2 separate regions of the Rattus norvegicus genome follow, and region 2 is linked to region 1. A link is a contact called in public Hi-C data. All regions are on one chromosome and are shown on one strand. Each heading gives the region's core, a stretch centred on a gene start, on an enhancer-like site or on the middle of the called end of the contact. The rest is flanking DNA. Distances are from core to core; before and after follow the strand shown. Region 1 holds the start of Erich3 (glutamate-rich 3). Region 2 overlaps Tnni3k (TNNI3 interacting kinase).

Region 1 (6,810 bases), core at 1,518-4,017:
TGAGGGGGGTGTTGGAGGGAGACTTTTATCCATTTGAATGCTTTTGTCATTGGGTGAGGTTTAAGGCATGTAGACTAAATTCATCTCTGCCCATCGTTTCTGCTTGTTTGTTTATTCCCTTGTGACCGTGTAGCCTTGGCTGGCCTGGAGCTCATTATGTCCACAGCATTTGTCTTGAGATCATAGAGACCTGCCCAGTTCTGCTTTTCAAGTGATGGGATTTAAAGCCCTGCAGCCCGCGTATTATTTTTATAAACTAGTCACAGCACACTTACACCGGCACTATTAAAAAATTTAATATAGCCACCCTCTATAGTAATATCTGGTCACAATGTCTGTGATTCAGCAGATGTTGACATGATCTGAGCGAGTTCTCTGCACATCCGTGCTCAGGTCTATTAGACTATTGAGTGGGATGATGAGGGGTCCAAGCTGACCAGAGATGCTGGCTTTATGTTTCGGCCCTGGCCCTTCCAAACTGTAGCACCTTTAGAAACCTCCCAATCCTAATCTTCGTGTCTGTAGAGATCTCAGTCGTTAGAGCCTCTGAATGCGCAATCAGGGAGGTTTCTCGTGTCTACACCAGAATGGAACCTGGCTCACCTAAGTATTTAATGTCTGCTCTAAAAGGGATTTTTTTTTCCTTTGGTGACCGCATGCCCTATCATCCAGCACCACTCATTCAACCAGCGATTCTTGAGCTCCCCCTTACCCTGGACAGTCCTAGATACAGAGAAACATGTCATATAAGGCATGGAGCTGATATTTGAAGAAGCTTTGCCTCTTAGTGCAGGATGTGTGGGCCGAGCCCACATCACCCTTGAACAGTACTGCAGAGCGTACACGTTTATCCCGTCCCCTTCCCCCATGTGCTCAGAACTAATGGAGCTTCAGAAAATTTTGACTTCGGTTTCTGAAATCTTAATCTTGGCACAGTTTAATAAGCAACTGCAGGTCTGCCTGTATTTTCACATAAATGATTAAATGGAACAACCGGGTTCTAACTTAGCCAAAAACTTGACAAACATAGGAAGAGACCGTGACTGACACATTCATTTTCCTGGATTCAGACAAAGTGCCAACAGCATCTGCAGAAAACATATTATTCCCATCCCAAGGGACCCATGGCCAACAACAATTGCTCAGAAACTCAGCAGCAAATCATTAAAGCACCAAAATTCAATTTAGCATAGGTGCCCTCACTTTCCAAAATGTTCTGAACCCACCTTCCCTTCCAGCAGGACACCTTACAGGACTCTGGACGTTCAAACATTACTATTTCTTGTCCTCTCCCTGGGAGAACCGGTTAAAAAGTGAAATCTTCAGGTTTGACTGAAGATCCTGAGAGCAATAATGAATGTGTTGTCTCAGACACCACCAACCTCAAACGATCCTAAAGAGGATGCCCTGTGCCAATCCTCTGCTCCTTAACATGTAAAAAAAGGAAACTGAAAGGCATCTTCAAATTAACTTGCAAAACCAGAGAAGGGAGGGGGGTGTTCTGTTGGCTAGATACATGGTAACAAAAGCTGACCTAATGTGTGTTGCACACTTAATTCAAAAGGCAGGTGGATTTGTGTAATAACCAACAAAGATTGATCAGTGTCTCTTATGTATGGAATATGGCTAATATGCCTTCTGAGGAGTCACCATATCCACAGACGCTGTCTGCCTGTGTGGGCACCTCGTTCCTTGATCTTTCCGGACATACCACTTTCCTGGGCCCGGGTGGTTCGAAAGAACACATTATGGTGCCTCTGCAACTGGGAAGATACATTCTGACATAAGGTGCCTCCCTCCTACAAGGAGGCCTTCCTAGACAAATAAACGACCTTTCCTTTGTATGCAGGCCAGAGAGAGAATTTATCTCTGTCTTGAATCTCCCAACAAATGCGTATCTCAGTAACTTCTACTTTAGCATTTAAACACTTTTGTTCCAGACTGAGGGACATTCATCCCAGCTGATATCCGTCCCTGCGTATTGTACGCGATTTTCACATCCATTTTTCCTGTCTTTCCTGTCTTTCCAGGCTGAGAATTTCAAGAGTGGTGAATGTTATGAAGAAGTGAGGATGGGTAGGGAGGAGATAGGACGCCTGGGATTTCTGCCATCCTCCTGCAACCTAGAATCTGTGTATGTTTTTTTTTTTTTTTTCTCTCCCCAGTTCTCCCTCCCCCTCCCAGAGCTCCGCAGCAGGAGGGAGGAGGAAGAGAGCCGCTGGCTGGAGCCGCCACCTGCCACAGCTAGGCAAAGCCAGTTGTCACTTACCCAGCGGGGTGAGAATGGCTCATTTTTGCAGAATCCTTTTCGGACCCCGCTGCAGGTGCAGATGCGGCTAGCGGTGGCTTTGCGCTGCAGTGGCGGGGATTCGGGGCACCTGGGCTGGGCTCCGCCCTTCCTCACCCGGGCTCCCTGCAGCCTCCCGGTTGCTACTTGATGGCGTCCACAGACTCCCAGTTGCTAAGGGAGGAGGGAAGGCGAGCACCTAGGGCTGGGAGAAGCAGCGGTGCTGCTGGAACCAAGCCTAGGCAAGCTGGAAAGGAAGCCAGCTTCCACCCTGCTTACTGGGCCGATATGGGAGGAGATCCAGCAGGCTGCAGCTTAGTTACTCTGGGGTTACCGTTCCCCAGGCACCTAAACCATGAAGAAAACACACACACACACACACACACACACACACACACACACACACACACAGAGGACCCTTTCTGGCTCAACTTCTAGCTAGGCCCCTAACTGGATTCTGCTCGCAGAAAGCCCGGAAAAGCCACAATCGGGTGCCTTGGTTTCTGCTCCTAAAAACAGACCCAGGACGCAACAGCATTAAAGATGCAGTTTCCCTCTTTATGGGTCGCAGCTTTTGTTTCTATAGCTGCAAAGCATAGAAATCTTAGACCACCAGCTTTCTTCCTCCCTGGAAATCCCCATCTTTAGGCCCCAGGTCCCCTTGCCTCCCCATGTTGAGAGGGTCGACGGGAGTAAAGGCTAGGCAACTGCGGATTGAAACCCTGCAGAAGACTAGTTTAAGGGGAAGGAGCGTTGGTAGGAAGCAAGCTCCATCCTGGGCTGAGATGAAGGATTGTTGGTCTTGCTTTGTCAGATATCTGCTGAATCATGGACTTGTCTGGCGACTTTTGTGATGGCAGGACACAGTGACAGTGGCTGAGCTACCTCTGGGTGTCTATATCAGCTCTCCTCTAGTTCTCCCACACTCGGAGGTGGGAAAGCCATCGTCTTCTCCGTTTACATTCTGCTTTTTCTCATATTGCAAAAGTCTGCTGAGCATGAAAAGCCAGTCAGCCTCTTTGGCATCTTCATTCCTCAGAGTCACTGTGACACCTCCTTCACCTACCCCACCTTAAGTTCTAGCAAAAGCAGAATCTTCCCCCATCCCTGCCGTGAGACTATAACCCCACTCTTGACTACTTGGACAGAGTTTCTATCTGTCCTTTGGTACTCAGGTTGAACACTGTTTTCTTTAACATCCTCAGCTTTGCCAGTGAGCTCTGTATTCATGACTTCCTTGTTTCCCAGACAAAATATGCTAGGGAAACAACTGAAGGAGAGACAAAAGAGTTGACAGTCTCAGAGGGGTCAGTCTGCCAATGTGAGCAGGTGTAGCAGTGGCCTGGGCTGTACCAGTGACACCATGGTGTTATGATTTTCACTTATAGGCAAACCAGGAAGCAGAGAATGGGGCTTCAGCAGATCCATTCAAAGGTGCAGGCAGTGACCCATTCTCTGCCCACCAAGCCTAACCTCCTAGAGGCTCCACAGTCTTCAGAAACAGCACCCCAGCTGGCTGATTCTCATTCTCTCTCTCTCTCTCTCTCTCTCTCTCTCTCTCTCTCTTCCTCCTTCCTCCCTCCTTCCTCCCGATCCCTCTCTCCCTCCCTCACCCCCCTCTCTCTGCCTCTCCCTCCCCCTCCTCCTCCCTCTCTCCTCTCTCCTCTCCTCTTCCTCCCTTCATACCCCTCCCCCCACCCCCATCCTCACATACACAGGCATTGCTGACCATATCTGACTCTTCTCTATCTTTCTTAGCTGAGGGTAAGACCTTCCATTTTGCATATTTACTTTTTATTCTGTCTTTGGAAGCAAAGTAGCAGGTCAGCAAATGTTCAGAGCAAAAACAAAGGGGAAGGACGATCTTCTAAACTGCATGGTTTTTACTGAATGCCCTGTAGATGCTTCCTCAGCCTATGCAGAGACACAGGGACTCAGACATTATTCCCAAAGTCCACATTGGCCTCTAAGCAGAGGAACAAAGACTCAAACTTAGATCTAGCTGATCTAAAAGAACTGTAATTTTAATCATTATCATGTGATTTCTTTCCTCCTGTAGCTCCCGTAATTTGCTGCAGAAATTATATTGTGCATAATCTCATAGTTATCAGACCATAGATACCTGACATCCCAAGGGTAAGATTAAGTAAACTGATAGATAGATAGATAGATAGATAGATAGATAGATAGATAGATGATCTATAAATAATAGATAGGTGATAAAAAGATTGATGATTGATAGATTATAGATAGATGGTGTCTTAGTTAGAATTTTATTGCTGTGAAGACACACTACGGCTAAGGCAACTCTTATAAAAGAAAACATTTATTTGGGAATAGCATACAGTTCCAGAGATTTACCCATTATCATCATGGTGGGAAGAATGGCAGCAGTCCAGGTAGACATGGTGCTGGAGAAAGAGCTGAGAGTTCAACATCTTGATCCATAGACAGCAGAAGCAGACTGTGCATCACAGTGGGCATAGCTTGAGCATAGGAGACCTCAAAGCCACACACACACACACACACACACACACACACACACACACACACGAGAGAGAGACAGAGAGAGAGAGAGAGAGAGAGAGATAATGACACACTTCCTCCAACAAGACCACTTCTGCTCCTCTACTCCAACACCTTCTAATATGCTGATCCCTATGAGACAAGCAATCAAACACTTGAGTCTATAGGGCTATACTTATTCTAATCAGATCAGATAAGTACTGGCTAGCTTTATGTCAACCTGACATGAGCTAGAGCCATGAGAGAGGATGATGCCTCAATTGAGAGAATGCCTCCATAAGATCCAGTCCATTGTGGGTGGAGCCATCCCTGGAATGGTTATCCGGGGTTCTGTAACGAAGCAGGCTGAACAAGCCATGAGAAGCCAGCCAGTAAGCAGCACTCCTCCATGGCCTCTGTGTCAGCTCCTGCCTCCAGGTTCCTGCCGTGGGTGAGTTCCTACCCTCACTGTTCTTCCTGATGAACTGTTATATGGAACTGTGAGCAAAATGAACTATTTCCTCCCCAGGTTGTTTTGGTTATCATGTTTCCTAAGTAAGACAACAAATAATAAAATGGCAGATAGATGATAGATGATAGATGATAGACAGACGGGCACACAGACAGATGATAGATAGACAGACACACACACAGACTGATAGGGCTGGTAGTAAAGGCAAACAGACTTATCTAGATTGGCAGCTTAGATAATCAGAATGAAGAACCCAAGGTTGCTTTGGGAACCAGATGGCTAGGACTAGAGGTAGACAGAAGCCTGCTCCTTTCCCAGATGTCTCCTCCCGATGCGCTGGACTGTAGAGTCTTTGTGAGGTTTCAGTGCTGTTCATGATCATCAGATTCAGCTAGACAAACACTGAGGAGTGGGAGGCTAGAGATGAAGAGGTGGAGGGAGTAGAAGTAGACCTTACTATGCACTAGGCTGCAGACGGCCCCCTTACCAGCATGCATTAATTCATGAATGGGCCTGAGTTCTCCATCCCTGTGAGCTACACCATTTCACATCCCCGATGAAATCCGAGAGGAAGCCCCTAATTTCCACTTCGGAAAATGCTCACTGTGAAAATGCATTGGGAATTTAGCCAGAAGGAATTTTTATGTTAATTTCTGTTATGGAGAAAGGGTAAGGGAATGAAGGGGGGAAAAAAAAGACTAAATTAAACCATTTCAAGACCAAATAGTCACTAGAGTCATTTCATTTTCTTTTGAGAAAACAAGCCCCCAGATGTGCCCTGTAATATCAGAAAAAATCATGCAGACATTTCTGCTTTGTGGAAATCTCTATGGGCTGGGAGTGAGGGTCAAACGCTGAGGGAACTGCATGTGAGGCAGGAGTGCATAACAGGGCTTCATGTGAGCTCCGTGATGAGTGATGGACTCAACCACCCAAACTCCTAGTGGCCACCCTAGAGACTGAGGATCTGTGGCTAGCTAGTTAACTCCTGACCAATGTCTAATTGTTTTTGTTCAGCCATCAAACAAGAGTGATGCTACATTTACTAATGGGGTGGGGTGGGGAATCTTAAAGGTTATAGAATCCTATAGAGACTTGAAACTCATGAAATTTACACTGTCTGGGAAGTTCTCCTGGAGGGAACCACACCCATTTTCAAGGGCACCACCTTTGCTGCTCCCCATGCCGCAGGGCAAAGCGAAATTGCTCCCACAGTGGCCTGTGCTGCACAAAACCTGAAATACTGTTAATTCACACAGAATGTTTTCTAAGAAAGCTGCCTCTGGCCTATATCAACTTTACAGTCAGCAAGGGTACCTCATTCAAGGTGCTTGAGAGTCAGTGTTTTCCCTCTCGCTTTGCTTTGTTTCCCCAGCGGCCTTCACAGCATGCCCTCCCCTCCTAAGCTCTGACAAAAGCAAACTGAGAGTCTGGGATGAATGGACAACAGTAATGTGCCTGTTTTTCCGGGCATGAAGACCTGATTTCGGCCCACAGAATCCACATTTAAAGATGTTGGGCACAGTGGTGCACACTTGTAATCCCA
Region 2 (6,864 bases), core at 2,150-4,649, 140 kb before region 1:
TAATAGAGCTGTCACCCTTCTCTCTCCTGTCCATCAATCATAAGAAATGGAAATCCTATGTAGAACTTAGCTTTAGTGAAGGTTACACACACTCCAACCACGTATTCTCAGCCACCTGCCAGGGACATGTTCTATCTATCTATCTATAATCTATCTATCTATCTATCTATCTATCTATCTATCTATCTATCATTATCAATCTATCATCTACCTATTTATCATCTATCATCAATCTACCATCTGTCTATCATGTATCTATCATCTATCTATACGTGCATCTATCTAGCTTTCTTTCTGTCATCTATCAATGTGTTGTGTGTATCTATCTGTCTGTCTGTCTGTCTGTCTGTAGATCTCTATGTGTGTGCGTCTCTTTCGCCAGTGGAGAAGAACAAATCTAGGGCCCTGAACGTGCTGTACAAGCTCTCTACAACTGAGCCTTATTCCTTTCTAAGGTTGGAGAGCAGGTCAGAACAGTTAGGAAACAGACCACAGGGAGTAGACAGGTGAGTCAAAGGTAACCCAGTCTGTCTAAAGCCAGAGCTGATGGGTGCTATTTTTCAGGACAGCATAGGAAATTCTGCTTGTAACTTGAGTGAGAAAGTAGTTAGCAATGGTGGGTAGCATAGCCTGTTACTAAAGAAACAGTCTACCCAAACTAGGCATGGCATAGCTTCTATCTCCACTGTGAACACCACACCCCTCCAGTGCGTGTGATTCTACATCCATATGGTCAGTTGTCCCTTGACCTATCCCTGGCCAGTCAAGGCCACTTACTTAGAACTATTCAGGCTCAGTGTGGCTTTACTCTGGGTCAGCATGGTCTACATATTTGAAGTGGCCTTACTCAAGGTCAGTGTTTTATGCATATTTGAAGTGGCTTTACTTGAGGTCAGCATGTTCTACCTACACGCAGTGGCCTTCCTCAGGGTCACTGCATTCTACATAGATAAAATGTCCATGTTGCCAGTTCTCCAAAATAGAATTGCTAACTTTTAAGTCTACAATAGGTACCACTTCTTCATAAACCTCTGTCAAAATCCAACGGAGGTCCAGAAGCTAGTGTTGACCGCATGTGTCCCCATGAATAGCAAGAAAATGCTATAGTGATTCAAAACCTAAGACCACGATCATCTCAGCTCTCATGGTGGAGACTATGAACAGCCTGCCTCCCCTTCTGCCCCTCACGGCAGGAGTCACTCATTATCTGTCGGGGAGATCATTTCCATACCTGTGGGTAATTTTTAATGTGTCCTCTATCTGCAGGTCTAATTCCTTTTAAGGGGGTTAATAACATTAATCCCATTTTACAGACGGGAATAAAAGAGCTGAATTATCCTATTTTCCCAGGTCAGAGAGTAAGTCGATGCCTCATTAACTTCCATTAGGATTTTCATGCAACCCGATTCCTACAGAGCTTCTTCCCCAGGATGCTTAATTACTGTCGAGAATTTTCTGGCATCTACCCTCACTAACACACATCGAGCACTTGAGCCCATAGGTGATCAAGGCGCAGTGCCAGGGGCACAGGAATGCCCGGGGAGTGGAAAGAGGGTCTGCAGAGCAAGCTGCAAGAATGGGCTTGTGTAAGTAGGTGGTTGGTAAGGAGAGTTAGCAGTGGTGGCCTATGGTTAAGACTCCACAGACAGGCTTGGCGATCAGCCGTTCCTCCAGATTCGCTGTGCTCAGTTCCCTAAAGTGATTCATGTGAAAAACATACCCAGCATGTGTGAAGAGAACTTGAGCGTTGGCTACAACATGAGAAACTCATGTTTGAAATTCAACTATCTGGAACCAGAGGTCATAGTTTTCAACAGACCTAGTAGCTGTCGAAATAGGAAGGGGGTGGAATCACCCAGAGGCCTCTTGTGGCACAGGTTACTGGACCCACGTCCTGGGTCTCGGGCCTGGTAGGATGATGGTCCTAGAAACTGCTTTTCCAGACTGCTCACAGGGCACTGAGGCAAATCCAGGAACTCCTCCCTGAGAACCAGGGTAGCAACACTAAGGAAATGAAGCAACATCCAGGAAAGCAACACTAAGATTAAGACCTGACTTTTTCCCACAGCTTCAAGTTGGGGTTAGGTACAAACTGGATTAAGAAAGTGAGTCTGGCAGAAGCGTGTACAGGTCTTGAGGAAAGACAGCCAATCTGGTAGTGCCAGCTAGTGGAACAAGAACCAGAAAGATAGTGTACTGTGGGGTACACAGGAGTGTTGTGACCAAGTGAGGTAAAAGGAGCTGCTGAGTGATCCCCTGGTGGTTACGGTGGCCAGAAGAATGATTAAGCGTGAATAGAGACTTCCAGAATCTCTACATCTCTGGTATTTCTCTCCCTGCTATTTCTATCCCTTCTCCCCACCCCTAACCCCGCCAGCGTTCACTCCCTGTAACTGCGAGCTACAGTTAATAAAGCCTTTTGCTTTATTTTGATTGCTTCTTAGTCTCATGTAGCCCAGGCTGCCCTCAAGCTTCCGATGCAGACAAGGGTTGCCCTGATTCTCTTGCTTACGCCGCTAACTGCCGGGATGACAAATGTATAGCGTGCCCTGTCCTGGGGAGAGAACTCAGGCTCTCTTGTTTGCAAGGCAAACCTTTACCATCGAAGCCATCCCCACAGTACCCACATGCTACCATTTCTACAACCCCTTCTTCACTTCCCCTGCTCCTTCTTCTGTCTAGAAAGTTATTGCTGAAACCCCAATGTTTTTAAGGCCAAGGGATCGGCAGGATGCACCAGGTATCTGTCCTCACAGTGTGAGCAGGCCATTTTCAGCAAAGCATGATGGATTTTTATAATAAGGGAGCAGAGGCACTGATGAAGGAATCTGTAGCAACTGAGTGAGTCTACGTCTTTAGCTCTTCCTGCTTGAGTGTGAAGTGCTTTGATCTCCGAGAATAAGTAAGAATTGCTTTTTAAAGAAAATCCACACTATCCTATTCATAATGCCAGTCCTAATATGAATAATAACTTCTTCAAAGCCCTGGGTCTGCATCCAGCCATTGTTAATCTTCCAAGCAGGTGGCTGATACCCTGGTAGAACAGAAACAAAATGAAATGAAGGACATATGTATATCAATATTCGCCAGCAATCGAAGACCGCAAATAATTGCCATCGGCCTCATTCCCTATCCTTCTCCCCTCAAATCCCCCGCGCTGAGATTTGCTGGACAGTGTTTGTTCCTTTTTTTTTTTTTTTTTTTTTTTGATGAAATCTGTTTCAAGCGCTATTGGAAACTTGATATAGCAGGTGAAGCATTCAGGCCCATGATGAATCAGAGCCAGACACAAATAGAAGGCTGAAGACTCAAGAGCTTCAAAGAGAGACGGTCAGGGTGGTTCTGCGCTTGGATCTGCTGCCTCCGCTTGCTGGAGCCAGAATCCAAAGGCAGCAGCTGCTGCCGAGCCTGCATAAACAAAGGAAGGAAGTGAGGGCCTAGCGTTCCTATGGGAACACGCCACAGCTCCGATTACCAGTCCCCAGACACCACTTCCTTTCACATCCAGGTCTCACATTAGAAGACAGAGAGGTACGCTTCCTGAGAGATGGATGGGGATGTCTACAGTAAGAGATTCGTGACTTCTCCCTCCACAGAGTGCAGACACATCCGGAGGGTGCTGCGCCTCACACAGCTGCATGATGGAGTCAGTCTTTCAGAGCGCTCCAAAAGGTTCGCGTCTCAGTCGCTGAACCACAGATTCTAAACCAGTGGGGTTGGAAGAAACTATAGAGGGGATTCAGAATTAGGCTCAGACACATAAAATAAAAGCCTACATCATGCACAGACTGTGCAAGCCCACGTCCAGAGGTTCAGCTGTCTGACTTCCAGACTAGAATCTGAAGACCCAGATTAATAATGAGTACAAGGACCCCAGACCTCCCCTACAGCCCTCCACATGGCTTCCTGTAGCCTAGCATCCTTTGGAGCTACTCAAGGATGAATCATACTGAAGTTTCTCTCCTGTCTCGACTTAAGCCAGGTGACCTCAGGCATGTGACATGGTTCGTTCTTGTCATGTTCCCTCATGGTAAAAATAATCATAAATACATAAATACCTTGCCCCATTTCTGCTAGGAAAATTAAGGGATACGAGGTAGAATCAGTGTTAATGATTTCAAAACGCCTCACACACGTGATCCTAGTTGAAATGTTCGTGAATCCTGTGGATGTACAAAGGCAAGGAGTTAGTTCTGCATGTGATTTCTGTGGTTCTCTACATCCCCGATGCCACATACATAAAGAAGAGGGAAACTGCACAAGCCATGGTTCATTGCAAAGGTCTGGGTGAGGTGTGCCTGCTGCATTCAACCAATAAGTGTGCCCAAATGTTGGCAGCAGCCTCGTTACCATGATGGTTGGCCACACACAACCATGTAGTTTTGTATCCCCCAAGCCTCTAGTGATTTCCTCAACAGGAAACATCTTTAAAATACACAGTCAATATTATATTAGCAGAGCATCTGTGGAGTGGTGACAGTAATGTCATATTGATTATGACATCTATTGTGACTGCTCCAGCCTGCTTGTACCAGTTTGGGTAACACAAGGAAAGAAGGTCCCTGTGGACCTACGGATTCAAAAGACCCTTGCTCTTTTACTGACTACTAGAAGATCTTCTGTTCCTCACCTCTAAGGACTCCATCTTGCTTTGATATGTGACCAGCTTTGCTGGGTCTGGACTAACTGGGAACTTTCTGTAAGATGGGCACAGAATCTTTTCTTTTTCAGAAATAATGGCAAGAAAACATGTGAGCAAATGACAGCAAAGTAGTCTCTGAGTGGACCTCATAAAAGAGCTCCCACTTATTTTTGTTCTGTGCTATGATTATTCCTTAATTCATTTACTTAGCAATAATAGTAATAATAATAGTAATAATCACAACTTATCAAGGGTTTACAATTCTAGGATACTCACATGACATCAAATACATCAGTCATTGAGTGCCCTATAAAGATTTAATTCAGGTGTTGAGTGGAGTGATATAAATAAACTATGTAGGTTGTAGAGGCAGCTGCACTGATAGGGTGCTCTTGTCATACAGGACACCAAGATTTGATTCCCAGCACCAGGATACCCAGCCTGGCATGCACCACCATAAACTAGGCATGTGGATGTAAGGCTGCAACCCCAGCACTAGAGAGGTAGGGGCAGGAGGATTAGGAGTTCAGATCATCCTCATTTACATGAGGAGTTGGAAGCCAGCCTGAACTGCTTATGACTCTGTCTCAGAAACAAAACAAAACAAAGCAACCCTGACAAATGAATGAATCATGTAGTATTCTGAAGCAACGGGAGGAAGCTGGGTACAGAAAGGGCTGTGGCTTGTGGTTATACATAGGGTGGCTGCGAAGACTCACCCTGAAGATAGCTGGTGTTTACAGCGCACCTAGTATGTGTTACGATATAATACCCTGTAGGTGTGTTATGGTGATGCTTACTGAACACACACACTGTGTCTCAGGCTTTCTTCTAAGCCCTTTGCACTTACATCATCTGGCATAATCCTCACAGAGGCAGGGATCTTATTTTCCTTGTGGTGTGGAGGAGAAAAGTGAGGTCTGGGAAGGTCCCCCATAGGCTGTGGAGATGCTGGAATTAAAAACCCGGTTCAGCCTGAATTGACACCACAATGCTAACCCACTGTTTGACCTACACACAGAAATTCTGCTGAGAGAAGAAGCTGGACAAATCTCCAGAAGCTCAGTCCAACCAAAGTCATTTTGCAAACATGAGCTCAGTGCCAGGCCCCAAAGACCAAGGACACAGAGTTAGCTGCTGCTTGGAAGGGGTCGGCTTTCTGGTTTGCCAAGTATTAAGGTTTCACTATGAAAGTGGCCATCAAGATCAAGCTGTGAAAAAGCCACGAAGCACTTCTTACCAAATCTAGTCATGTTTCTGCCAAAACAGAAGGCCGGAGCAGTGGTGTGATCAGCAAGAAGTGTCGAGCCCTGGGCTGCCCAGGACTCAAAGAGCTGTCACAGAACATCAAACAGAAGAGGGCTATGAACCCTACAGGTCTACAGAGAACGTCAGGAGGGCAAGGCACCTGGCAACACCATGCTACTCTGTTATTCAGGATCTGACAGAACGGAATGCACAGAGGGAGGAGCAAAGTTCTGCCAGTGTACGGGGAAGCAACAGTCCCAGTGGTTTGGTGTACACTCACTTAAAACAAAAACAAACACATACATCGCTTCTAATTTTTAACCTCCCTTAGGGTGTTTCAGATGATTTGTGGAGATCAATGTTCCACTTGCTCAAAGAGTTTGGAGAGTTTCAAACCCTTTCCATTTCAGTCTGGCCTGTCATGAAGAACAAAGGAACATGGAATTTCTTGCAGAGATCAGAATTTACACAAAGGAACCCAAGGAAATAAAGCCAACAAAGATGTACTTTGTACTCCCCTCCACCCAGAAGTGAGAGAGAGGACAACTCCATGCATGCTTTGCTACTTGCTGGCTTTATTTTCCATTGACAAAATTGGTTTTATGACTTTCATTTATGCATGCATACATGCAACCGCCCATGGTCTGAAGAAATGGCTGACAGGCTTGGGTTCATATGGCCCTGAGATCAAACTCAAGTTCTCTCCCTCATACGCTGCAATTCCTTGAAAATTAGTTAGGCTCTCTGAACATTCTATGTGTAGGGCTGTGGTGGCTTCTGCTCATTACCAGCTTGACTGCATATGTCACTTGACCACATGTGTCTGTGAGATTATTCAGCGATCTGTTTAACAGAGGAGGGAAAGCCATCCGGATGGCGGGTGTGGAACTAAGGGTGTGGAACAAACCCGGAAACTAGAAGCAGCTGTCAAGCACTTGGAGTCCCTTTTTGTTCTTTCTTTCATCATTTGCTCA

Evidence for each region. A called contact is a pair of places that touch in the nucleus more often than the background predicts.
Region 2: a contact with region 1 is called in a Hi-C map of frontal cortex, with 2.3 times the contacts expected there. The contact joins the enhancer-like site here to the promoter of Erich3 in region 1. A contact is called at or near these places in 2 of 12 Hi-C or Micro-C datasets (frontal cortex and prefrontal cortex).

Annotation. Positions count from the first base shown.
Region 1 is chr2:246,271,395-246,278,204 of GRCr8, reverse strand. Erich3 (glutamate-rich 3) reads right to left here and starts at 2,767. Exons shown (of 14, transcript XM_017591360.3): 1 at 2,270-2,767. The coding sequence starts at 2,292.
Region 2 is chr2:246,415,631-246,422,494 of GRCr8, reverse strand. The region is part of intron 23 of Tnni3k (TNNI3 interacting kinase); the gene reads left to right. Among named protein-coding and RNA genes, the nearest start is that of Lrrc53, 22 kb to the left of the region's middle. Within about 2 kb of position 3,399, at least 38 of the 93 cell types and tissues checked have an H3K27ac peak or open chromatin away from gene starts, as enhancers often do. A contact at or near this core is called in prefrontal cortex, where this site is marked.